7 separate regions of the Mus musculus genome follow, and regions 1, 2, 3, 4, 5 and 6 are each linked to region 7. A link is a contact called in public Hi-C, HiChIP or PLAC-seq and Micro-C data. All regions are on one chromosome and are shown on one strand. The core of a region is the stretch at or near the end of the contact, and the rest is flanking DNA. Distances in the headings are between cores, read along the strand shown. Region 1 overlaps Auts2 (autism susceptibility candidate 2). Region 2 overlaps Auts2 (autism susceptibility candidate 2). Region 3 overlaps Auts2 (autism susceptibility candidate 2). Region 4 overlaps Auts2 (autism susceptibility candidate 2). Region 5 overlaps Auts2 (autism susceptibility candidate 2). Region 6 overlaps Auts2 (autism susceptibility candidate 2). Region 7 overlaps Auts2 (autism susceptibility candidate 2).

Region 1 (3,664 bases), core at 766-3,265, 410 kb after region 7:
TCCACGTTCATGCTCATGATGCGTGAACACAGGAAAAAAGGAAAATAAATAAATAAAAGAAAAGAAGTGTTTCTGGCAGTATCTAAGGAATACTTCATGGCGGGGTGGTGGGTGGGTGAGGCAAAGTTCTCCCGGCTTTGTTCTGTATTTGATTCATTACCTCTGTTATACTCAAGACTCCCAGTGCATGGCTGTAATTTACCTATCTCTTCCATATGGCAAGCGAGTTAAAAAAGCCCAGCAGAAACCATATGATAAAGGTGTGATTAGACACTGCTTTACAACCTGAGGAAGTCAGACTCCCGAGAGTGAAGGAACTTTCACCATCAGATGCACCCGACATCAAAGCCTGGGCCACTCACCGGGCAGCTGCTTTACATTAAGTCTGCATCTCTAGCAACACCACACCAGTCTGCACTCCTTGTCATCTGTGCCTGTGAGATTCTAGGGCAAGGTCACAAGCTAGCTCAGGCAACCTGTGAGAGTTTACACTCGCCAGTCACCTACTCATGGTTTTGATGGCAACACTCAGCAATTCTCTGGTTCCTGCCCCAGTGACACACTTTCTCATATGTATACACACAGACATGGTGACGTGCCTCGAACTTCTCAACACCACCTCCTTCTTCTGTGCACTGCCTTACATATTCTTGAAAAGTTCATGGGATGGGCTTTCCCACTCACCCCTGGATATTAATTGATAGGATTAGCTCTATAAGCATTTAAAGGGAGGGGAGAAGGAGATAGACAGGGCTTCTCAGCCAAAGACCTGAAGACCATGATCTCAAAGGCCGGATGAGGGGGAGGAGATGGTGATGCTCGCTTATATTCTCAGCAGGAGAATCTAAGGTTCAAGGTCCTCTTCATGCACAATAGAACTCTGAGGCTAGCTCAGTTACAGGAGGCCCTGTCTCAAAAAACTAAAACAATGCCATTAAGGTGCTCCAACAGAAAAAGACACTTGCTTTGCTGCCAGGTCTGGTGACCTCAGGTCAATCCTCAGCATCACCACAGGACAGATTCGCTTCCACAAGTTGCCCTCTGACCTCCAGAAGAGTACTGTGGCAAGAATGCACAGATATAAATAAATGTCATTCAAACAAAAAACAAAGAGTAGGCTACAGTAAGTACTGGGATCGACCTGGGAATGATGTGGCCTGCCCCAAGTCACAGGGAGGAAAAGGAGCAAGAGAGGGAGGAGAGAACACTGGCTGAGAGAGGCAGTTTTGGAAGAGTTCACAAGGAGTGTACGAGGGATGTTTAAAGAAACAAAGATCCCAGGAGAGGGAAAAAATTAAGACATCCAAGTCATAAAGCAGAGTTTTTGTCTGACTAAAGGAAACCAAGTATCAACTAGCAAGGAAGAAGCAGGGCTCTGATCTCACAGGTTTCCTCCTCTCTGCATCCAGTCATCTCAGCATTACTACAGAGCTTGACTGTGACCAGAAAAGACCTTACAGGAGTGTCTACTCATTGATGATCAACAGGTGTGTCCTGGGACTGTGTGACAGGAGTGCAAGGACTCCTAAACCAGTGTGTGTGTGCATGTAAACACACACACACACACACACACACACACACACACACACGCCAATGGATGCTAGAGGTGTTGGATTCCCTGAAGCTAGAGTTACAAGCTGTTCTGCACTACCTAATATGGGTGCTGTGAACTGAACCTGGGCCCTCTGGAAGAGTAGTACATGCTCTTAACTGCTGAATCATCATCACTCCAAACCCTCAAGCTCTTAAATTAAAACAGTAACAAATTCCAAAAAAGGCAGGCTTTCCAGACTCCAGATGGAATAGGTACCACCAGACAAAGAGCTTGTTCAAAGAAGCCTGCTGAAGGCCTAGTGCTTTAAATAAGAAGGTGAGTTCCCAAGAAGACTGAAGGGGAGGAGGAGGAAGCTGAAAGACAAGAGGGAGAAGGGAGGGGGCAGGCAGGCCAGGCCCAGTGGGGGCTGGCCATGTTACAGAAGCAAAGGGCATTCCCGGGAAACTACAGCCCCTTGCTAGGCCTGTCAAAAAACCTTAGGAAGGAAGCTGGGGCAGACAGCAGTGAAATCCCCTCAGCTCAGAAGGCCTGCTGGAGACAAAATGAAACGCGATCCTGTCTGGGCGGCCCCTGGGTAACATTTTCACTCCTGAGTTCCATTTTCAGTTTAGGTTGAGATTTTTTAAGAAGACAGCAAGCAGCACTGGAGTCCCAGGTGACAAGATCTGCTCCGATTTAGTCTTTGAATGTTGCAAATTAAATTCCCTCATCAGGCCTCTAATCACTCTTACCAGATGGGGCTTGTGCTCAATTTTGGATCCACAGGAAATTTAATGGTTATTGTTTCTGTTTAAATAGGAGATTATTGCATTTTAATAAGTTCTCTTTGGGACTTGCAGCAACAATAGAGCACTATGAATTACTGTAGATGGCTGTTACTGCATGCTGGGGAAAAATCAAGTTACTAAGTGTGACAAGTTGCTTTCTCTTCCCTTCCAGCAATCGCTCCGAGTGTATTTACCACCAAATTAAGTGTGTGCCGAGGGGATAATATTTTTATCCTGCCGAGGGGGAGAAGGAGCTTGTCTGTGGATTTTCATTAAAATGACACATCTGTTCAGCAATTTCACAAAGTAATTCTGCTGAAAGTTTTATCAGCTAATTTTAATTATTCACTCCAGTGGGTTGAATACAGGATTCATCATGTTGAATTAATACATTTGACGGGAATTTCACAAAGAGGGGGGGAGAAAAAGCAATCAACAAATTGAATTGTCATGCAATATGGATTAAATCGAGATTCTTTAATTAGGATAAGCCTGAGATTTGGTATTTTGAAGGTATTAGAAAGCTTAGCAATACAGTGGTAAAGATTAAGAAAATGCAATTAAATATTACACTTTGGACACCGGCGGGATCACATGTGAGTCAGAGTCCTCCTTTAAGCAGGACAGTTAATAGTGTCAGTTTCTGGGACTGTTCACTGGTGGAACCGCTGTCAATGAGAAACAGCTGCTGTTTGTTTGCCAGAAAGGAATGGAAAGGTAATCAAGTTTTAAAAGAATGGGAGCTGACTCCCTTTAAACCACAATGAAATAATTGAGGGCCCCAGGATGATCAAATACTTGGGAAATGCTGTTTCTCTTCAGCTCCGCAACCACTAAACATACAGTTTGAGAGATGCAAATATTCCTATTGGTCACTCAAGACACAGAGATACCCTATTGGATGTGGAGAACAAGCTCAACCCTGCTCACATGAGGGATACAAAGTCTGGAGAATCTATCTGAATAATGAAGGGCCCTTTGCTACACGACTGACATTTTACAATGAAAGGAGGTGACTGACCACAGCTGACTTACCACAGAAGTATATGTGGAGACCAGGAGACAGATCACTGCAGAGAGCTCACACTAGACAAGTGTATTCTACAGGTTCCTGATCTCAGATGTATATGTGGACTTCGCTGATAGCGACAATTATTCCTATTTCTTTCTGAGCCTGTGATAAAACACTCTGACCAAAAGCAACTTAGGGAAGGAAAGGGTTAATCTGGCATACCCTTCTAGGTCAAAATGCACTCTTTGAGGGAGTCAGGGATAAAACTCAAAAGACAGTCCTTCATACTGAAACCAGGGGTAGGAGTGGGGGTGGGGGGAAACTGCCTTC
Region 2 (3,556 bases), core at 273-2,772, 310 kb after region 7:
CTGCTACAAACAAACACTGGCGGACTTTACCCACTTACAGCTCAATCACTAGATCCCCTCAGTTAGATCCCATAAAGTAATCCTGCCATCAAATCATCCACCCCTAACATGCCCCCTTTGCTTTTTAATGTGCCTCCAGGAATCAATGGGGGGCAATTTTCTGGAATTTATGCAACATTCCTTAAGGGGTCATTCTTAAAAAACAGGAAAACCTTTGTGAAGTTCTATGAGGGAGCTGGGAACGGATCCAATTTTCCTACATGGGTTTCTCCCCCCCCCTCCTCTTTTTTAAAACTAGATGAAAACCTGTAAGTTTTGACCAATTCCAACCATCATGAAAACACCCTTTGTTTAAACAATGTCTCTACTGGAGCGTTTTCCAGCATGTAAGGTGATTGCCAGTGAGATACAAAATCCACTGGGGCCTTTGAAAACTAGGCGTGGAGAAGGAAGGAAGGGCAAGAAAAAGTTACCCACCTAGGAGTGCTGACCAACCCATGGACAGAACCGAGAAACCCAGCGAGGAAATCCACCCACAATAACCAATCCAACGTGAGGTAAAAAGCCATCTGTATAAGCGCCAATTATCCTTTTCCACAAATGATTAGTTTCCATCTCGTTTTGCTGACAAGCAAGTTATGCCACATTTTAATAGGCAATAAAATGTATTATTAAATAATTAGTAGCTAAGAAACAGAAATTAGAGGCTATTTCCCTTCACAGGCATCCCCCAGTACTCCAGTCTATTGATGCCGGAGCAACTCGATCCAGCATAGATGGATGGAAACCTGATACAGCAGTTTACTGTGAGACAATTACGAGGCTAATGAGTGTTCACAGAGACTGAAGTGGGAAAGAGATCTAGAAAATTCCACCTAACCCCGGTTATGTCTGATCTGCAGCGGGGTCCCGGAGGAGCAGAAATTCTTTCTGCTCGCTCCTTGTTCTGAGCACATTAATTAAACTCTGAAAGGTAAAGGAGTATTGATGTCTTTCCCATCTCCCCCGCTTTCTCCCCTCAGGTAGTGTCTGCTACTTGTTCAGCCCTGAAGGTATAGTTGCACTAACTGAAAAAAGCCCCACCAAGACCAATTAAGGTCTTTACTAAGAGGCTGAAAAGAAGACAAATGAAGGCAGAAAGCCCGATTACAAGGAACCTTTGTACGGATGTAAAGCAATTAGAGCGGTCTCTGGGGAGGGCGGTGCGGCTCCAGAAGCACGCGGTTTTACAGCCTGTCTAAACTTGGAACAATCTATCTTTTTTTAGGTGGAGAATAAAAGTGAACCCTATATTAGTGTCATATATCAGCTGCGAGTACCTGCTAGAGCCATAAAGCTCCTCCGAGATCCCTGGTGCAGGGCAATGCTGTTAGGACTCTGCTCTCACAGGCAGGGAAGGCAGATCTGCCTAGTGCCCAAACAGCCAATAACAGAGGGAGGCCATCAGCTGTGGATACACCCAGAGAGACGGGCATCGGGGAGAGGCAGGTGGGCCACAGAGTGGTGGGGAGGTACGGGAATAGAGGGCACAGGAAGGCCTTGAGCCACTGCTGGAAGGCACTCTCTGGAAGATGACATCACATGGGAACAACCGGTAGAGGGTCAGAGATTTGGTGAAGATGGGCCTTGGGGGATATTTCATCAGCCACATTCCTGTCATGATCCCTCCTTTCGATCTTATGTGACATGTTAGTGCTGTTTTAGTCTATAACAGAGCAAGTTCATAGGGCGCCATGATGACTCAGCTGTAAGGACATGGAGATTCTGTTGCTAGGGCCATGTGTATATGCACATTAAGGCCAGATCCTAAACTCAGGTTCCATCCTCTCCTTGTTTTAAGACAGGCTCTCTCATTGGGACCTAAGGTCACTTACTGACCTGGTACAGCAGGCAAGTGAGCCCCAGGGACTTGCTGCTCTCTGCATCTTAATAGCTGTGATTCTAAACACATGCCACCATGCGGTTTGCTATACTTTATTTTCACGTGGGTTCTAGGGATTGAACTGAGGTCCTCATGCATAAATCACAAGTATGTTACTGACAGCGACCACCACAGCCTCTAGATTAGAACTTGAACTTTAACATTCATTTCTAGAACTGATGAAGAAACGAAGAGTCAAAAGGTGGTTAAGTTATTCCCTCAATAATTTAGAATCGGAGACTCGGAATGCAGTGAAGAGGTGCTGATAGGTACCTGCAATTCTGGCACTCGGGAAGTGGAGACAGGAGGGTAAAGGCAGTTACAGACGTATAAGCCTGAGGACAGTCTGGGCGACTTAACCTCAAAAAGAAAGCACTCTAGAGGAAAATGTTCTGTATATAACGCTAAAGTAGCCTTTAAAATAGAAACAGAAGCCATTCATTTTGTTTTTAATAAACTGCATTTGGGCTGGGAATGTAACTCAGTGGTAGAGCCCCTGCCTAGAATCCCCCAGGAAGGGGCTGGGGCTGTGGCTCAGTGTTAGAGCACCTGCCTAGAATCCCCCAGGGAGGGGCTGGGGGCGTGGCTCAGTGGTAGAGCCCCTGCCTAGAATCCCCCAGGGAGGGGCTGGGGATGTGGCTCAGTGTTAGAGCACCTGCCTAGAATCCCCCAGGGAGGGGCTGGGGGCGTGGCTCAGTGGTAGAGCCCCTGCCTAGAATCCCCCAGGGAGGGGCTGGGGGCGTGGTTCAGTGGTAGAGCCCCTGCCTAGAATCCCCCAGGGAGGGGTTTAACATGTGTGAAATCCTACGTTCACTCTTCAGTCCAGAAAAATCATCTATTTTATAACACCACAATATGGCTAAATATCACTTCAATATCCAATAATATGTTATGAGCATCATTTCAACACACTGTTGACACGGAGGCTGATATGAGCACACTGCTTAGGAGACATCATGTATATTTCAGTGTGTATATTACTCATAGAGCACATCCCATGTGAGTCACAGGTTATCATGTGTGAGCCACTGTTGAGAACATGTTAATTCCACTTTAACTCCAGGGGTGGAATCTAGTCAATCATTTGCTTGCCATGTGATTATGAATAAACCACTCAAAGTCTTAGTGACTTAAGTGATTCATCTTGAGTTTGTGAGTCTTTACTGGTCAGGTTTATTAAAAGAAAGAGGATCGCTGGACATGGTGGCGCTTGCCTTTAATCCCAGAACTCGGGAGGCGAGGCAGGCGGATTTCTGAGTTCGAGGCAAGCCTGGTCTACAAGGTGAGTTCCAGGACAGCCAGGGCTATACAGAGAAACCCTGTCTTGAAAAACAAAACAAAACAAAACAAAACAAAACAAAACAAAGAAAGAAAGAAAGAAAGAGGATCTAAGCTGGGACGATAGCTCAATAAACTGCTTGCTTTGCAACTATGAAGACTTAATGTCAATCTCTAGAATTTATATTAAAAAATAAAAAAGATCTAAGTGAGGTGGCAATCACCAAAAAATCTAATAGCTGGGGAGGCAGAGACTGGATGATTCTGGGGGCTGCAGGGCTGTCTAAGAAACCTGTGAGCTCCAGGTTCATTGAGACCATGTCAGAAAGTAAGGTAGAAGGCTGGTGAAAAGAGAAA
Region 3 (3,888 bases), core at 1,308-3,807, 490 kb after region 7:
CTATTTTTATTTGGTTCAATTTGTTAGTGGTGCCCTCAGTCACAACACTGCTCAGTCACCTGATACCAAGTTTATGTCCTCATTCGCTGTGTGAAGACAGAGAAACAGATATACTTAAGAGGATGGAGAGAGAACTCTGTAGTTACACCTTATGAATACTGTGTGCACAGTGGATGCGAGCTCAGTTCTTAGCACCTACAACAGGAATTTACAACATCTGTAACTCCAGCTCCAGGAATCTGACTCCCTCTTCTGGGCTGTATAGGCACTGATACTGCTGTATACATATTAACCCACCAAGGCACACACATTCACATAATTAAAAACAAGAAGAATGAATTTAGAAAAAAACCTCAAAGGTACATTTTATTGCTTACTATTAACAGTTCTACTCTGTGCACATTAATTATGTCATTTGGTTGAATATTCACAACTCTATTTGGCGGGTGGTGAAGTAGAAACAGAAATATCAAACACCCTGCCCAAGGTCACACGGCTAGTCACATGAATCATTCTGCCGCTTCGGACTTCATCACACATATTTCAGAGTGAAATTTTGACTGCATGTCTCAGAAGGAAAGAGATCCAGAACTGTTTAAATCAAAACAGAAAATGTATTCAGTGAGCTGACGTTTAAAAAACAAAAAAGAAAACCTTATACACACTCCAACAAGTTTCAGTACGCTTGCCAAAAGGGAAAGAAAAACCCAGCAAATTGATTCCAAGTTGCCTATAATTTCATTTATATTTAGAATATGAGCTGAGCAGGGTATGCGTATGCAATGAGAGAGAGAGAGAGAGAGAGAGAGAGAGAGAGAGAGGGAGGGAGTGTGTGTGTGTGTGTGTGTGTGTGTGTGTGTGAGAGAGAGAGAGAGAGAGAGAGAGAGAGAGTATGTGTGTGTAATACTCATGGTATTCAAAGCCTCCCCCAAACGTGCAAAGTTTGTTCCAATCCTTCTCTATTTTGCCTACTTTGAGAATCCTTTGCAATCTGCTTATGTAAATAGTGCTCTTCACTGCTGTTCCCATCTCTCAAATCTTCTGCATAGATTGGAAAACTGACAGACCTAAGCAGACATCTTTGGAACACAAAACCAGGAAGACATAAACAAATATCACCGGATCAAAAACAAAGGTTTCTTCAAAGCCCTTCAGCAAAGTGAGACAGATACAGCTGAAGAACTGAGAGGCAAATGCAAGCACTCTTGGATTAGCCCAAGAATGGGCAACTGCAGGTAACAACACATACCTCACCTGCATGCAAATACAGACTCCGTGATGCATGGACTACAGTATCAGTTTCATGAACAAGGACAACTTCTGGGTTTTCACCTTAGTTTACTAAAATCTCCACTATAGGACAGGGGAGCAAACAGAAGGTTCTGGAGGGAGGAGGGATACTGAAGCAAGGGACAGTGTTTAAAAACGAAACAAAACAAAACAAAACAAAACAAAACAGTTCTTCCTTGTTCAGCTAAAGGTAGGGAAACTTAGTCTTTTCAAATTCAACAGTCCATGATTTAATGATAAGGATTAGCTCATCTGTGGTGATTTCCACATTTCAAAGAGTTGTCAAAGGCAATTAATGAGAAAACAAACAAACAAACAAAAAAAAAACAGTATGGGACTCAACCTGATAGTGACTCACCTTCATTACAAACTTAGTGAAGCCGTTCTCATAAAAGGACCATGAGCACAACATAAACACTGTATCTCAAGTTGGGGAAGAGGGGCCAATCACAGAAACTGTAAATACATTACTTCCATTTAAAAGCAAGAGACTCGCCAACGTGGAAGTCAGTCCCTGAAATCGAGTACTACACGTGATGCCGTTGGACTGACACTGGAAACAGAGCCCGGCTTTGATGAGGGCTTGGCAACTCCACTAAGGATTTTGCAGGGTGATAACGGAACAATGTGGGATTGGAAACACATTCCGCAGAGGGGCATTTTTATCATAGCTGAGAGCGGGACAGACATCTGGTACTCATCTTCTCCATGTACGCTAATAACACGACAGCTCTTGAGATAAGCAAAGTAAGTTGATTTTACCAAGGCAACTTTTACAAAATGAGTAAGTTTTATAAGCGAAGCAAAGTTGACCCAGCACAAAAAAACAAACAAACAAAAAAACAAAAAACAAAAAACAAAAAAAAAAACCCAAAAACAAAAAACCCTTCCAAATCCTAATCAAGGATTCGCTAGTTATCAAATATGTCATTAAGTAATAAAAGCATTCCAAGAACTAAGGAGGTAAAAAGCAAAACAAAATGTGGATTCTGATTCCTGAAGTGACACCCTTCTTTCAGGGTGATCACACTGACAACATAAATGACAGTAGAATGTTCAGGCTGTAACTGAACGTGGTGAAGGTGGTGGCTTCGGCTCTATTTCTGAAAGGGAGGTGGGGTGAGGATAGAGAGCATGGAGGGCAGGCACCGCAGCCTGCAGATCTTACTTCCAGCATCGCAACCCACACCCAGCCTGGTGTGAAGAGATGGCAGATGGGACGACGTCTGTTCTTTCAACTGCTAAAGCAAGACACGGAGCGTATCCTGCTTCTTCTGTAAGCATGAATATTCAGGCCCGCTGCGCAGAACCACCATCAGTGTGCTAACTGTATGATGCAGGGCCAGAGGAATCCTTAGCATTCTCCTTGGATTATAGTTCAAGACGAAGTTAGTGGGACCAGGTGAGGGTGCCTTTTGGGCCAAATTTAGGAAAGACTTGATATTCACTGAAACGATGCTGATTTTCATAATTCAACCAGAAATGCAGTCAGAGAAACGAGTCACAAGAAGACTGATTGGCCATGTTAAGAGGACAACGTTAAGAGCAGCTGAACTGAATGGGTGTTTATTGGCTATGGTTGGTAGCATGTGTTCTATCTTGCGTATTATAGTATCAAGCGTTACTTCAGAACACAATCAAGTGCCTGTAAGTACTAAAATACACAGTGCTATGCCATCTTGTGTAAATAGTTGTGGTTTGTAATTCTTCCTCATTTATACCATGAGAAGGAATACTAAACCCACAAAGGATAATTTTGTTATAAAAAATGCAATGAAGCAACCATCTCTCTGTCCTTGAATGAAAGATAGTGTAATAATCCCAGAGGTATATTTCGTCCATCCCCTCCCCTCCCCTAAGAACAAAGTGTAAGGACCAGAACACATATAATGCATCTGTATTTGCCAAACTGTGGAGTGTGGTGATTGCTGGCTTAAAAGCCAGATACAGCTACCAACCAAGTACAAGGAAAACACTACTGGAATGCCATCTCCCCTCACAGTGAAATAACAGAAACAGAAAAGCAAGTCACTGTGCACACTGAAGCTCTTTTGAGTACTTAGAAGAAATCAAATAATTCCATATGTAATCTGACTTCCAGCAATTATGGAATTGGGCTGGCAAGGGCAATCATGTGTCCCCCCTATCTCCTAAACGTGCTAAGTTCCCCACCGAGGCAGATGCCTCCTGATCCTTAAGGCCCAACAGGTTAAACCCTTTAGAAATAAGACAATCCTCAACGACAGGGCAGAAATCAGTGAGCTCGTTAGGGGCAAGAGGGATTCCTCGGGTGTCATTTTTTCACACTGTAATGAGGGTTTGTTATACGAGCGAACTGATGGCAAGAGGAGGCGCGCAGGTGGAAGTGGAGATGGACTTACGAAGTAGCCTGTCCCCAAGCTGGAAGGAGCTGAACTCTGTAAAGGAAGCACAGAGACAGAGCACAAAAGTCAGTGGCCATTTTTAGCATGTTCCCATCCACACAGCTCATTACCAACCCTTTGTGAGTTTTTCATCACACATCACATGCCCGAGTCCGAGACCCCTTGTCGTCTGCTGCTGATACACACACAGTATTGCTTGATTTTTCCCTTTATA
Region 4 (3,499 bases), core at 566-3,065, 380 kb after region 7:
TTTTTGCATTGTTATTCAACCATCACAGACATCCATCCTTTAGAACTGATCACATGTGGCATCATTATCAGTCAGATCTCTCACGCCCTGTCCACACTCAGAAGTCCTGTCTGAGACAATCAGAAGTAATACAAAGCAGACCTCAACTCAGAGAAAGCAACAGAGGCGGAGGGCTTACCTCACCGTGCCCTTCCACTGCCTTTACTGCTTGTCTTTAAAAGAATCTACTTTGAATATTCCCTAGCATCCATTTTAGACTGAAGAAAAGATCCAATGGTCCCTGGTGTTCCATATTCCCTAAGAATTCAGGAACAGACACCTTAGGCTGCCAGGGCTACAACCATGTGTAAAAGCAGAGACCCACTGTTAGCGCTTCTCCATGAGACATAAAAGCCACTCAGTTTGCTTAAATGATTAAGAAATTAAAGGTGAGCTATGGAGATGGCTCAGTTACTTTCCTCCCAAGCATGAGAATCTCAGTTTGATTCCTAGAATCCATGTGGAGGGGGTGGGGGTGGGGGAGGGGGAAAGGCAGGATGTGGTGGCAGGTGCTTATAACTCCAGCACTAGGAAGGCGCAGCGGGGACTGGCTACCTGTCACCCAGCCTACTACTGGAGTTCTAGCTGTGGAGAAACCCTGACTCAAAAATAAAACCAAGGATGGTGATGCCTGAGGAACAGCACTAGGGTTTATCCTCTGGTCCCTATGTGTGTATACTATACACACATGCATGAAAATAGGTTTACACGAGTGTAGACACCTGCATACACACACACACACACGTGCGTATCTGTGAGTGAGTACATACACCACACACTCACACAGAACCCAGTTTGGCATCATCTGCGTTAGCCATTTATTCTACAGAAAACAGTTGTCACTCTGAGTAACTGGGGAGAGAGATCTTCTCCAAAGATGCCACGTCTTTAATCCCAGCAGACAACAATCAGAGTGTCAGTGAGTTTGAGGCCAGCCTGGTCTACAAAGCGAGTTCTAGGACAACCAGGGCTGTTACATAGAAGAAAAACAAACCCTGTCTCAGGAAAAACAAAATCACAAAAAAGAGCAATGAGCCTTTCAGGGGTTCTTTGTGACACAGCCCATCAAGAGTGACACCTTCTGTCTGATATATTCATCTACATGTTTATTGAACACGTTCCTGTTTTCATTCACATTATTTTGATTAATGTATGAATGGGTGCAAGAATACAGTAGAAAAATCTAAGGTGACTGTGCCTTCCAATGAATGAAAATGAGACACCTCCTTACTGTATTTTATAACTAAAACACATCCTGTATTATTATTGTTGTTGTTATTATTATTATTATTATTATTATTATTGCAACATACTTCCTCTGACTTCAGCTTTGAAGTAATGATATAAAATTCATTTTATTTCTTTTCCAAGCCTGGCTCTTTCACACACAACATCAGACTTGTCATATCTGAGGAATTATTAAAATAAGATGGAGCCTGCTATTTCTGGGCAGAAAAGCCTCTTTGAGCCAGCGTCCTCAGGAGAGACTCGGTCTCCATCTCATTAGTCGATGCTGAGACATGTCCTAGTCTTCGAGTTCAAGGTGATGAAAGATTAGGGCGTTGGGCCTCATCTCATTCTGTATGCAGTGTGAGTCCTTCCCTGCCCGTGAACACGAAATTACATTGAACCTGGGGAGTCTAACTCCATTAATTTTAAATGGAAGATTAATTTAACAATATGCGGCAGGTATTTGTTACAGACCTATCATGTAAAAGTGACAGTTGGCAATAAATTGTACTGACTCACACTGGCCAGTGGCCCTGGCTCGAATAAATCAGGAGGTATTTCCACATAATTGCTGTTTTTTAAGACGGGAAATGGGTGATGTGTTTCTCTGATGAAAGACCAGGGCAAGCCCATTCAAAGAAACAGTGGCTGATGGGAAAGGCACGATTCAGCTCTGGAGGGAAATGCTTTTAATGAGTATTTCTACAATAACCAGGGACGAATAACAAATCCTGTACTGATGCAGAGCAATGTTTAAAAAAAAAACACTACAATAATTCTGTTGTTTGAAATTGTCATGGTATTTTTTTAATCAATTTCCTTGAGGTAACTACAGTAATAATACCCCAGAAATAACCAATTGCAAGTGATAAGGAGAGAATGTAAAGGGGAGGAGGGGGAAAAGGTATGGCTGCTGATAAGGGAGATAGATTCTGCCTTTTCTACAAGTCCCTGTAATAATGAATAGACATCAAAAACTTGTAAGGCTTGGGGGTAGGGAGGACAAAAGGGAAGGTGCAATTAAAGTGGACTGTTTCCAAAGACAAATGCACGAGGTTCTCTTTATTCTTCTTCTTCTTTTTCTTTTTCTTTTTCTTTTTCTTTTTCCTGCCATGTTGTAATTCTTAAAGCTCTCAAAGCAAATCCGAATCTTCAAGTAAATGACAGGAAAAAAGGAAAGGCCCACAATGCCTCAGAGCTTGACTGCTTGGAGGTAAGCCAGGCAAGAGAGAAGACACAAGGAGGCTAAGGGCACTTCTCAGGAGAGGCTACGTTTGGGAACAGCAACTGGCATGAGGGTCCCGCTGCCTTCTCCCTGCCCAAGGAAGAGTCCTTCTCATCTCTCATCTGCAAGCAGCTGCCTGTCCAGCACTCAGGGAAAGGGTGCTGAAGGGCCTGTGTCTGCACTAGAGCCCAACACAATTCTTTAAAAAGATGAGCAGGGTAAGGATGCTCGCCCTCCCTCCACGCACCCTCTCATTAACTCAAAGAATCGTTGGGATGTTGGCTCAAAGGCCTGCCTCTCAGAAGCATGGCTCATCTGGATGCCTGCTAGTTAGTAAGTAGTCTGAGGGGCAGAAGAAGTTAGGCGGCTCTTGAAATGTTACTTGACACACCCCCTGACTCAATTCTCCATCCCTTTTCCAAGAAATCCTTCCCCACAGGAGAAGGGCCAATCACCCCAGAGCACCTTCCAGCTGTAGCTCCTTCAGAGGGTCCAGGCTGCCCAAGTGGAACTGTCTTAACCCCCTAGGGTCTCTGATAAAGGTCTTCTCATCAAGCCACTGCTAATCTCATCCCATCATTTTGAAACGCAGACTACTGACTTACAACTGGCTGTTCCTTGAGACTGGTGAACGAGACCACTCCAAGTTCCCCATGCTGTAGTCTTAGTCTTGAGAGTTCTGCTCAGTCCTTCTAGGGTCCTCTTACTCACCCTTTAAAAGCTAAAACCAATTGCATATCCTCTGTGAAGAAGTCAATGCCTAGTTTAAGTGTTCCTGGGGAGAAGTCTGCCATACTCATTTTTCTGGAGCATTAGACCAACATAGCAGACATTGGTTACATTCATGATAACCAAGCTAGCTTAAAGAAGGTATTTCAAAGAACCATCATGATTAGGAAGAGGCGAGGACAGAGAACAACCTGATGTGCTTCTGTGTCTTTTTACAAATACATTGTGGAGTTTATATATTATTATATAGGGCTGACAAGTAAATTATAGTATATA
Region 5 (3,508 bases), core at 105-2,604, 450 kb after region 7:
TAGGCAAGGATAACCTTGGATTCTCTGTCCTCATGTCTCCAGCTTCCAAGTGTTGGTATGACATGAGTGACTCACCATTCCCAACTTATGTAGTTCTGGGAACTGAACTCAGGGCTTTGTGCTAGGCACACACAAACACACACACACACACACACACACACACACACACACTTTACCAAGTGAACTACAACCAAAAGTCATCCATTTACCACCGTTTAAAAGTGAAGAAAAATATTTTAGAAAAGTCAGTTTTACTCCAACCGATCCCACACTGAGGTGATTCGGTTCTTGCTCAGGAGGGCTGCCTGAGACACAATTAACTGAAAGCCAGAAAAACAAAATAGGACAAAATCAAACACATACACACACACACACAAACCAACTAACCAAATAAAAACTACATTGGGTAGAGGTCAGTTTTTCATGATATAAACAAATTACATATCATTTGTTCTCTATGTGAAAAAAATTATAAAGAACCACAGAACCTTGTCCCAAATACCAACACACCCCTGAGCTGTGAGGAGGAGGTGTACCTATAAATGCCACAGATACAAGGCCACTGAGAACATTATCACTCTTCAAGCTGGGAGCTACATGGCTGTTCATGATGTCTCTTTTCCTTACTATCTAACAATGCATTTAAAAATGATCAAATAGAGGCTGGAGACATGGCTCAGAGGTGAGGAGTACTTGCTGCTCTTGCAAAGGATATGAGTTTGGTTTCCAGCACTCACGTTAGGAGACTCAGTACTGCCTGTAATTCCGACTTCAGGGAATTGATGCCTTCTTCTGGCTCTGGAGGGCACCAGATAAATATACTTATACGCATGCACACAGACACCTGAATACAAGAAAAAAAATAATAAAATAGACAAATCAAATAAAATCTTGGCTAGTCAAAGGCACCATGGGGGTAGCCACGGTGAAGAAAACTGGACAAGACAGTAACAACAGATGCAAACTGAGAAGGCAGAAGATAAATTCAAGTAGTCAGCTGTGAGAAACTGAAATTGGAACAACACCCACCACATTTGTGCAGCTGAAGGCAGAACATAGGCTGCAATTGAGGTCCAACCCAGGAACCAAAGGATTAGCAAAACTGCAAAGGCGGTGCACAAGGACGAGCAATTCAGGGCTAGTGTTACAATTTCAGGGAAGCCTGTGTGGAATCTTCTACTAGAAGACAAACTCCATTAACGCCGGCTACAAATGACTGTTGACGGAGCCATCTTACTCTGAGAAAACCAGAAGTTGTGGACAAGAATTCACTCCTGCCTCTCTTCCGAAGACCTGTACTTTCCTACTCTGTTTGTTATTCTTCGAATGATAAAGTATTTTCTTCCATTTTAGGGCTGAGCTGCGACAGGGCAGCTTGGGAAATAATTCAAAGCAGAGTGAGAAACTCGTGCCAACCCCTGATGTTTTTCTTCAGCTACAGAAATGCAATCGGATAACTTATTTTTGAGAATCTGAAGTTTATTAGGCTGGTATTTATTTTGGTTTCCCTGGAGGGTACAATTATGTTTTAGAAAGACCTGTGGCTGAGAGACTCTCACAATAAACTATTTCTATGCTAACCACATGGACCAGAGGAGTGAAGAAAGCCTCCTTTTGTATAGTGCGTTGCGGTGGCTTCGGCGCTTCTTTCCTGGTAGCGACAGCCTGGTCTTGGTGCTCCAGTTCCTCTGACCGCTACCCACCCTAGAAAATTTTTACAAAAGCTGCATCTGAAGGAGTCTGAAAGGAGATAAATGCCACCATGACAGACTCTTCTTGCCCAACCGCAGCATTAATCCCAGCATTTGCCATGAGAATTATATGCCAAACTTGGTAACAAGCTGGGCAGAGCTGGTTTTGAGGGCATGCCATTCCCTCTAGAGCAAAAAAAAAAAAAAAAAAAAAAAGGCAGACTAAACTCAGAGATCGACTTTCATAAGAAAGGTTCCTTTGTTCTGCTAAGTTCCTGTCTCCGATTTCTGTTTCTGAACAAATTCTACTGCACAAGGTGAGTCCACGGGCCAAGAAGACAGGTCGTTTTCAGAGCTGTGGAAAGGCAAGCTTAAGATTTGTAGCAAACCTCTGCCAAATTAATGTGAGATTAAAAAAAAATATGCACATGGGGGTTGGGGAGATGGATCCATCAATAAAGTGCCTGCTTTGTAAGCATGAGGACATGTGCATAATGCTCAGAAACCATGTATAAAATAGCTAGATATGGTATTAATCACCAGCATAGAGGAAGTAGAGACAAGCGGCTCCCTGGGCTAGTTGGAGCCAGGGGACAGCCGACATAGGAAATGTGGCCAATGAAAGATTTTGTTTAAAAAAAAAAAAGTGAGTAGTGGAACCCCCTCCCAAGAAGAACATGAACACATGTGAACATGTGTACACACACTAATCCACATGCTCACAGGAAGCCTGACATGGGTTTTAGCACCTCCTCTGTTTCCCAAGACAGCAAGTTATACCACCAGGGATGACCAAGAAAGTGATGGCATATAGCTTTTAAAATGCTCAGTGTAGCTTTCTCTCTGGATACCCATGGCTCCTAAAGGACCCCATCTCTTGCCCCACAATGGCGACCAACACGCATGTTTTGGGGCCTAAAAGAACCATCGACATGAAGGAGTTACAGTCATGTCCAGGCTTTCTCTCCACTTGTCCATATCTGGCAGGATGCAGCCAACCTTAGTCACGCAAGGTTTACCTCCAGCTTTTTCAGAGCCATGACATACTTCAAGAAGATGACGGGGCTGCTTGAGATGAGAGCAGCATACGGTGGCGTCTGGCTGAGCCTAAGGCCTGGCCAAGGTAAACAGAAGCAAAGGCCAGGCAGGAAGGGGAGATGGTGAGAGGCCATGTCTGCCAAAACTGAGTCATAAGAAACGATGAGTCTCAGAGAACCCCGGTGCTGCCCCAAGCTGCAGAGGTGGTCCCTATCCCTAGATTTTGCTACATGGACAAGATACATTAGGACTTCGTGAGAATGAGTAAAGAGTCCATTCTGTACCTTCAGATATAGATAAATAATAAGAATTTAGCCGTCTAAGCTCTTCTACTGCAATGAAAGCAGATCGACTTTCCATCAAAATCTCTGTCCTTACTGCAGTAGCAAATACCATGCTGGTAACGGTGAGGGACCCCCAAGGGGCTAGGATGGGAAACTCTCTGTGTTGTGGCTATATTAAAGGCAAATTTTCCTCCAGAAGAGATTTATCATTACATGGTATCTGAACGGTTGTACCGTTCGCAATCCTCTTAAAATGTTCTTGGGATGCAGTCTCAGTGCCCAATGGGTAGGTACCTCAGGGACATTCACCTTTTAGAGCAAATTCATTTTCATAGGATACGAGATGGAAATGGGACTGATGTTCACTCTAGAAGGTCAGTCAGTCACAGCAATGGCCTGAAGAAGTCAAGGACAAAGAGTAGGAAAAGAGAACAGACAGACTGAACTGCAACGAAAGCGTCTCTTCTGGCCAGAGAAGGGTCATGTGCGGGAAGT
Region 6 (3,421 bases), core at 205-2,704, 360 kb after region 7:
CAATCAACAGCACCAACTGGGAACTGTTTCCTTCCTTCTGTAGGCAACTGAGAGGAACACACTACAGATCCCTTGGGCCTCACCATGAGAGGGAAGAAGAGCTCTCAAGACATGAACTAAAAGGTCACAAATTTCCAGCATAGGAAAGATACTGGGCACGGTAAGGTGGGGTGCAAAGAAGCTAGATTCTGTCACCCCTAGAAAATAAGATTAGGAGAGCTGTGTGCTAGTGGACACTGCCCTCCAAGTGTGCGGGGCAGGGTCCTTTTGTACTTAAAGACCATGGGAAGAGGCCATTCCTAAATAAAGAAGCCATGTGGATCAAGTTCAATCCATAGCCTACTGGGAGCACAAAGAAAAGATGAAGAACATATTAAGACAGGTCAGAGGGGTGGAAAAGGAACGGTCTTTAGGAAAAAGTGGCTCATTCCGGAAGTATCTCGAGGCTGGGGCATACAGTGTTCCTTTATACCAGTGAACTGGCCATGTGTTGGTGTCGTTGGTCATATCCGTTCATATCCATTCACTTACCCAGCTCAGACTCCCATGCCCAAAACTACACACACAGGTATATCTAACCCCATAAAAATGTTCCTGCTGGTGCGTTCAGAAAAAAACAGTACTATCCATGCAGCTCTGAGACGCAAACACTGCAATCTCCACTAGGGAAAGAGTTAGGAAGATTATAGGATGCCTAGTGACCTTTTGTCAACTTACTTCTCTAAGAGAAGAATGCATTTGCATTTTCATTGAACTGATCAAATGTTATCTAAGAACTGCTTAATTGCCTTAATGGTTTAATTCTATCTGCTGCCAATCTGATTAGAGGTGTCTGTGTCTGTGCGTGGCACCCGTGTGGTTTGGCACTAAATGGGGAGGTGAAACCTATTACTGCAAGAACAGCAGCACGGAGCTGGGTGTCTTCCGGTTAATTGAGAAACCACAAGTGGTGTGAGGAGGTCACCCTATCGTTTATTTTAATTTTCTTCTCTCCTGTCTTCCCAGTCACTTGATCATCTCAGGGACTTGCCTTAGATTGGAGACTGCTAAGAGCATGTGTTAATTTGGGTTAAGGAGAAGGTGAGCCCGGGTATCAATGCAGAGGTTTAATAGAAGCTGGGATGTGATTTAATAGTTCCTTCTTGTCTGAACCATATATCTCTCATATGGATTGGCATACATAGCTACATGGAAGTTAATGTATACAATCACTATTCTTCCAAGACTATGTCTCTTGGGGCCTTGTAGCAACAAATAATCTACAGGAATAAAAGTCGCCTCTTTCAACCAGCCAGAGAATGCCCAGCAATATATGCTTCAATGTCTGCTTTAAGTATGTGTAAAGCCACTGAACTTCTGTTTGTGAGCTGGCAACCTTGGGTGAGCAAGCCACACCCTGTCTTTTTTTCAAAGTCTCCTCCACTTCAAACTGGAAGAACTAGTTTTGAATCAGTTTCACAAAGAGCTGTGAAGTCTCACAAGCACGTCTCCAGACTTGCACAGGAACTTGAGGACAGCTGAGCAGAGCTGTGCCAGGATTTCCAAACAATTCAATTATGAATTGCTTACCTAAGCCAACAATGCTGATATGAGCCTGCTTTTAGAAGATCCTTGCTACACTTGGCTTTCCTTGATTGCTGGGAATGAAAACTCGAGGCCTCATGTTTGCCTAGGAGGCACTATAGTGGCACACCGAGTCTCTTCTCCAGGCCACATACTCATCTTGGAGAGGCCACTAGAATAGTTTTTAACAGATGGACCTTTCTTGTAAAGCACCATGTGAGACATTTAAAAGGACCTTCATGAAACAGTTTAAACATGGAAACAAGGTCTAGGAATGTAGTTCAGTTGGTAAAGTGCTCACTTAACATAAAGAAGGCCCTGGGTTTGATTGACAGGGTGGCAGAAAAAGTGGACAGTGTGGGCTTGGAAAATTGCTCACCGGTTAAGAGCTTGGCTGCTTTTCTAGATGACCTGGGTTCACATTTCAAAGCTCACATAGAGGGGGTCACAGTGGCTTGTAAGTCAAACTCAGAGTGATCCCGTGCTCTCTTCTAGCCTTGGCAGATAAATGCATGCTAAATAGCACGATAATCATACAGAGACAAAAACAAAGTTTAAAACAAAATATTAAAAACAGATGAAAAGTTGGTTATATGGTTTAATTCCAGCAGTTGGGAGATAGAAGCCAGAGGCTCAGAAGCTTGGGGTCATCCTTGGCTCATTAGTAGTTATAGGCTAGCCTGGGCTACAGAACTCTGCTGATACACAAACTTAGATGGATGGATAGACAGATAGATGTGTAAATGGATAGACAGAGGCAAACAGTTAAATGAATAGATGTATGTATAGATAGGTAAAAGAAAGAAAGAAAGAGAGAGAGAGAGAGAGAGAGAGAGAGAGAGAGAGAAAGAGAGAGAGAGAAGAGAAAGGAAGGAAGGAAGGAAGGAAGGAAGGAAGGAAGGAAGGAAGAAAGAAAGAAAGAAAGAAAGAAAGAAAGAAAGAAAGAAAGAAAGAAAGAAAGGAAGGAAGGAAGGAAGGAAGGAAGACAGATAATACCCTAATTCTACATACTACAGTTCTATAGACTTGGGCTTATGTGCATGTAACCTGTCATTTAATTAGGAAGGAGAAAAATGGTGTTTGTCAACTCTGACTGTCATTGACCATTAACACTCAGAATGCACCAGCAGCCTTGTCTACCATCACCACTGTCTATCAAGGTCCTTCTAGCTACTTGTGTTCATAGCTGCCTAACTCAGCTTGTGACTGAATGGTGCTGAGCAAGAGGAAAAGAGGAAAAAAAAAAAAAAGATCATGGTAGGAGCATCAGGGTGTTTTGGATGCAAAGCAGAGACTTATCTTTTTTACTGTTGTGGCTCCAGAGAAAATCAATTTTGACACAGAACTGCCACTTTACAAGCAAATAACTATACTTTCCAATAACCTAATCTGCACGAAGCCTACTGAAAATTCCCTAAAGAACCAGTAGTTAAAACCTCCATTAAATCAAAGGGTTTAATATGGGAAGGGAAGAGAAGATGCAGTTTGACTTGGGAATGTAATGGACTCGGTGGGGAAATAAATACGTTGTTTTATGTGTACAGTTACAGAATATGAGAACGTGCACTCATTTCACAGGGAATTCTCTTGCTGTGCAACTTATTCCTAAACAGATGTGATTTTTGCTTATTCAAAAACATTTAGGTAACAATTACAGCATAATAAATTATAATTGCCTTCATCTTCCAGCCATGTAATGCCATCTATGCAAACACAAAGAGAAGGCAATTATGCAAACTGTGAAACCCATTTCCAGGTAGGTTCTGCAGCCAAGGCTCAAATAATATACATTGTTCTCACATAAACACTGTGTTCTGCCATATATACACAGTCTAAGCAATGTGGAGAAGAACGTACT
Region 7 (3,388 bases), core at 236-2,735:
ATTCCTGCAAGTTTTCCCTTCATCTCTTCATATACCCTCCACATACACACGTATTTTTAAAAAATCGTTTGTACATATCGCTGGGCGCCTTAATCGTGGGGACATTTTCATTTCGTTGCTTTTAGAAGAAAAAAGTGCATTTCTTTCTATAACTTGGTTCATTTCCCTAATTTTTTTTCTTTTTAAATTAGCAATGAGGACTGCAGGTGCGGTGGATCTAGTGGCAGACGCATGGATGCCTTCCCGCTTCTCTCCAGCAACCATTACCTTTAGCCGCACAGAATTTAATATCAGTTGCTATTTCATTTCCTCACCTCGATTGGCTTTGATGAGTTTTATATACACTTAGAAGCACAACCTAAAATTCCCAGACAAACATGCTCTTTGGGGCATTTTACGGCAGGGTGGGTACTATTTGCCTTTTATGTCAATACTTTTTATGGTCTAGAAGCTGTAGCTGGCGTAGAAGGAAAAGTTGGGTAAAGCAGTTTGGTTAAAACAAATAAAAATAAAGAAATAAAAAATTCCCGTGCGCACGGGTGGGTCCCAGATGTTTGAAGCTGTACCCGGAACCCCTTAAAACTCAATTCGCTAAGGTAGCTCTCCAAAACGGCACCCGCAGGAAGAAGGTGCAAAGACAATTCTCTTAGAAACTTAGGCGCGGGTGAGTTCCTGCACCAGCTAGCTCTCCTTTGCTTCCCCGGGCTCCGCGTGCGCACAAGCGGGAGGGCGGGGACCCGGAGCTCAGCCCAAGGACAGTGACCCGTCAGCAGGCAGCGCCGCTCCAAGGAGCCCTTCCTAGCCCGAGCCGGTGCGGGCATTCCCAGCCTAGGAGTCCAGCGGATCTCCCTTGGGAGCTATGGGTTCACTCCCGGAGGTGGGATCGCCTCTGTTGGCTAGGGCCTCCCCCGGCAGGCACTCACGGCTCACCGGCCGAGCCCAGCCAGCTCAGGGAGCTAGGAAAGTACAAAGGGGAGCGGGGGAGGGGTGGGGGAGGAAGGCCAGGCCCGCCAGACGCCAGCAGCCCGCCTCCGTTACCACCCTGGCCCGGCTGCGGCCGCAACAAAAGACCCCTCGACCCCTGCCTCCTCCCCCGAAACCGCGGACCGCAGGCGAGCCAGCCACCCCACCCCATCCCCCCAACGGTGGTGGTGGTGGGGCAACATTACCTGGTCGCCAGGGGTTCGGCGGTCTTGTCAACCCCAAGTTCATGGTTTGAGTCCTCCGTCAGGTTCTCTCCGGGTGGATCACCACACACCACCGGGAGAGAGCAACCAAAACCCAAGGCAGAGAAAACGCCCAACTCCAGCCGGCCCGGCTAGGTCCACAAGTCTGTGTGTTTTGCTAATTCCTCTCCAAAGTCTCAAAGCTGAGGCACGCGAACCAAATCCGAACCGGATCCTAAACGGCAGCAGAGCCAGCAGCAGCAGCACCCGGCTCCTCCACGGCAGCCAGGAGTCAACGCCGCGCGCGCACATCCAACGCAGCCAAGTCCCGGGCGGGTGGCGGGGAGATGGGGAGGGGGCCCGGCCCGCGCGCTCTCCTGGTTGCTCCTGCGGGGCGCGCGGGGAACCGGCTGGCTTAAACCAGAGGCTCAACTTGGTGCGCCCTGGGGACCTGGCAGGGCTGAAGAGCAGCGGCCCGGGAGCCGCTGCCGCGGCGCGCGGAGCTAAGAACGAGGCGGCTGCGGCGGCGACAGGACAAAGGAGACCATGTGCGGAGGGAGGGAGGAGGGAGAGGGAGGAGGAGGAGGAGGAGGAGGGCGTACGGCGGCAGAGGCGAAAGCAGCTCCCCGGCGGCCGCCTCGGGCTCCCCAACAGCGGGTGCCGCCGGTACGGCACCGCCGCGGGCTGATCTGATGGGTCCTGGGCCCGCTGCGGCGTGGCACCGACACGCTCCGGGAGTCGCAATCTGCCGCGGGTGTTGCCCGCCTGCGGTGTGGAAAGCTGTGGTTGAAGCTGCTACGGGGCGCGCAGGACTAGCTCCGCTCCGGCCTGCCTCTCCCGCCTGTTCCTGGCTCAAGTGAACTCCATCAGGCGGCCCGCCGCCAGCGCCACCGGCTACCCGGGGCTGGATTGAGGGAGAGAAGGGGGGTCCCTGGTAGTGACGCGAGGACACCCCTTTCTCCCACCCTTGCTCTCGCGCTCTGGACTTCGCTGCCCGGATTGTACCGAGCGCGCCTTACTCCTGGCGCTCGCGGCTCTCGGAGCGGGACTTCTCGGCGCGCCCAGCCGGAGCCGCCAGCCGGTGCCACCGCCCCTCCTCCGTCCCGCCCCACGTGCCCCGCCCCTCGCCGCCCCTCCTCTCCACCCTGGCGCCCGGTTGGCCCCGCGGGGGCGCAGTCCCTGGGTGCGACACTGACAGCTGTGGCTCCCACTACATCCCGCCTCCGGTTGCGGACCGGCCCCTGGTCCCCATGGCGCCTTTCCCTCTACGGGCAAGAACCGCGACGCTCCGGTCCTTTTTGCAGTTACAGCTTCCGAGATTTGCTCTAAACCAAGGAGAGGCTACTAGGCCCGTAGCCCGGGGTTGAATTGCCTCTAGGCCAATCTCATATGCAAAGAGTTGGTTCTGAGATGGGGGTGGAGGTCCAGATTCTGGGCACACAGTAGGTGCACAATATAACATAATCTTTGTACTGTCTGACATGGATGGGAGGTTGGGTTCCTAGTCTAGAAGAAAAAGATCTTGATCTAACCCTCATCCCACGAATCACGGTAGGTTTCATGAACTGCCTTCCCTCTGCACAGTTCCTCAAACTATCCGACTTGTGTATACATTCACACCAGCCAAGTGGTGACTGAGGCTTCCCCTTCTATGCAGCAAACATAAAGACAGGGAAAGCAAAGTCAAAGCTTCGCTCCATGGATGGTAACTTATCATCTATCACCAGGATGTCCCCTGGAGCCAGCTCAGCTAAGCTAAGCGCGTTGGGGCAGAGATGGATGGATGGATGGATGGATGGATGGATGGATGAAATCATTAATTCGGCCCTCAGTCATTTAAGTGACTGACCTTCTACCAGAACACACAGCCGCTCTTTCCTTTTTAATCAAGTGTAAGATTCTCTCTCCCTCCCTCCCCACCCCTCTGAGTGTGCTACTTGTGTTCCAGTGCTCCATAGGACAGATGCCCTGGAGCTGTGAGTGGCCTGATTTGGGTGCTAGGAACTTGACAAGAACAAGCACTCTTAACTACTGAGCCATCTCTCCACCGTCAACACTGAAATTCTATAATCCCAGTACTTGGACAAAAGATATTAAATTTCAGAATGGTCTAGGGCACATGGTAAAAACCTTAGTGAAATGAATCAATAAATGACCAATAGTAAATACATGTTTCACCTCTGTGAAGGTACTTCACCACCACTGATGTCATTGAACTCTTA

What was found. A called contact is a pair of places that touch in the nucleus more often than the background predicts. HiChIP or PLAC-seq counts read pairs in DNA pulled down with a chosen protein or histone mark.
Region 1: an H3K4me3 HiChIP or PLAC-seq map of forebrain shows a contact between it and region 7, with 6 times the contacts expected there. The contact joins two enhancer-like sites. A contact is called at or near these places in 1 of 39 promoter capture datasets (hippocampal neurons), 10 of 484 Hi-C or Micro-C datasets (the C2C12 cell line, cerebral cortex, cortical neurons and 5 more), 20 of 115 datasets of contacts at active chromatin or transcription factors (a beta-TC-6 cell line, craniofacial prominence, differentiating embryonic stem cells and 13 more) and 3 of 9 other capture datasets (adipose tissue, embryonic stem cells and embryonic tail).
Region 2: an H3K4me3 HiChIP or PLAC-seq map of embryonic limb bud shows a contact between it and region 7, with 6 times the contacts expected there. The contact joins two enhancer-like sites. A contact is called at or near these places in 17 of 484 Hi-C or Micro-C datasets (the C2C12 cell line, the N1E-115 cell line, Sertoli cells and 7 more) and 17 of 115 datasets of contacts at active chromatin or transcription factors (craniofacial prominence, differentiating embryonic stem cells, embryonic basal ganglia and 12 more).
Region 3: a contact with region 7 is called in an H3K4me3 HiChIP or PLAC-seq map of forebrain, with 8 times the contacts expected there. The contact joins two enhancer-like sites. A contact is called at or near these places in 9 of 484 Hi-C or Micro-C datasets (the HL-1 cell line, cerebral cortex, cortical neurons and 3 more), 18 of 115 datasets of contacts at active chromatin or transcription factors (SST interneurons, VIP interneurons, astrocytes and 14 more) and 3 of 9 other capture datasets (adipose tissue, embryonic stem cells and embryonic tail).
Region 4: a Hi-C map of the N1E-115 cell line shows a contact between it and region 7, with 4 times the contacts expected there. The contact joins two enhancer-like sites. A contact is called at or near these places in 1 of 15 datasets of contacts at CTCF or cohesin (large pre-B cells), 12 of 484 Hi-C or Micro-C datasets (the AML12 cell line, the C10 cell line, the N1E-115 cell line and 7 more), 14 of 115 datasets of contacts at active chromatin or transcription factors (cardiomyocytes, craniofacial prominence, differentiating embryonic stem cells and 11 more) and 2 of 9 other capture datasets (embryonic stem cells and embryonic trunk).
Region 5: a contact with region 7 is called in a Micro-C map of palatal mesenchyme, with 2.2 times the contacts expected there. The contact joins two enhancer-like sites. A contact is called at or near these places in 3 of 484 Hi-C or Micro-C datasets (the C10 cell line, the MC3T3-E1 cell line and palatal mesenchyme) and 16 of 115 datasets of contacts at active chromatin or transcription factors (craniofacial prominence, differentiating embryonic stem cells, embryonic basal ganglia and 11 more).
Region 6: a contact with region 7 is called in a Hi-C map of epidermal suprabasal cells, with 3 times the contacts expected there. The contact joins two enhancer-like sites. A contact is called at or near these places in 6 of 484 Hi-C or Micro-C datasets (the AML12 cell line, the C10 cell line, cerebral cortex and 3 more), 15 of 115 datasets of contacts at active chromatin or transcription factors (craniofacial prominence, embryonic basal ganglia, embryonic forebrain and 11 more) and 1 of 9 other capture datasets (embryonic stem cells).

Annotation. Positions count from the first base shown.
Region 1 is chr5:131,946,631-131,950,294 of GRCm38.p6, forward strand. The region is part of intron 4 of Auts2 (autism susceptibility candidate 2); the gene reads right to left. Among named protein-coding and RNA genes, the nearest start is that of 4930563F08Rik, 68 kb to the left of the region's middle. Within about 2 kb of position 2,016, at least 27 of the 459 cell types and tissues checked have an H3K27ac peak or open chromatin away from gene starts, as enhancers often do. A contact at or near this core is called in craniofacial prominence and forebrain, where this site is marked.
Region 2 is chr5:131,850,904-131,854,459 of GRCm38.p6, forward strand. All of the region lies in intron 4 of Auts2 (autism susceptibility candidate 2), which reads right to left. Among named protein-coding and RNA genes, the nearest start is that of 4930563F08Rik, 28 kb to the right of the region's middle. Within about 2 kb of position 1,523, at least 36 of the 459 cell types and tissues checked have an H3K27ac peak or open chromatin away from gene starts, as enhancers often do. A contact at or near this core is called in the N1E-115 cell line and embryonic limb bud, where this site is marked.
Region 3 is chr5:132,027,319-132,031,206 of GRCm38.p6, forward strand. It overlaps Auts2 (autism susceptibility candidate 2), which reads right to left. Exons shown (of 20, transcript NM_001363480.1): 4 at 3,672-3,707. Among named protein-coding and RNA genes, the nearest start is that of 4930563F08Rik, 150 kb to the left of the region's middle. Within about 2 kb of position 2,558, at least 24 of the 459 cell types and tissues checked have an H3K27ac peak or open chromatin away from gene starts, as enhancers often do. A contact at or near this core is called in SST interneurons, cortical neurons and forebrain, where this site is marked.
Region 4 is chr5:131,915,361-131,918,859 of GRCm38.p6, forward strand. All of the region lies in intron 4 of Auts2 (autism susceptibility candidate 2), which reads right to left. Among named protein-coding and RNA genes, the nearest start is that of 4930563F08Rik, 37 kb to the left of the region's middle. Within about 2 kb of position 1,816, at least 11 of the 459 cell types and tissues checked have an H3K27ac peak or open chromatin away from gene starts, as enhancers often do. A contact at or near this core is called in the N1E-115 cell line, where this site is marked.
Region 5 is chr5:131,991,402-131,994,909 of GRCm38.p6, forward strand. All of the region lies in intron 4 of Auts2 (autism susceptibility candidate 2), which reads right to left. Among named protein-coding and RNA genes, the nearest start is that of 4930563F08Rik, 110 kb to the left of the region's middle. Within about 2 kb of position 1,355, at least 25 of the 459 cell types and tissues checked have an H3K27ac peak or open chromatin away from gene starts, as enhancers often do. A contact at or near this core is called in palatal mesenchyme, where this site is marked.
Region 6 is chr5:131,896,782-131,900,202 of GRCm38.p6, forward strand. All of the region lies in intron 4 of Auts2 (autism susceptibility candidate 2), which reads right to left. Among named protein-coding and RNA genes, the nearest start is that of 4930563F08Rik, 18 kb to the left of the region's middle. Within about 2 kb of position 1,455, at least 28 of the 459 cell types and tissues checked have an H3K27ac peak or open chromatin away from gene starts, as enhancers often do. A contact at or near this core is called in epidermal suprabasal cells, where this site is marked.
Region 7 is chr5:131,536,491-131,539,878 of GRCm38.p6, forward strand. All of the region lies in intron 5 of Auts2 (autism susceptibility candidate 2), which reads right to left. Among named protein-coding and RNA genes, the nearest start is that of Gm29681, 120 kb to the left of the region's middle. Within about 2 kb of position 1,486, at least 172 of the 459 cell types and tissues checked have an H3K27ac peak or open chromatin away from gene starts, as enhancers often do. A contact at or near this core is called in the N1E-115 cell line, SST interneurons, cortical neurons and 5 more, where this site is marked.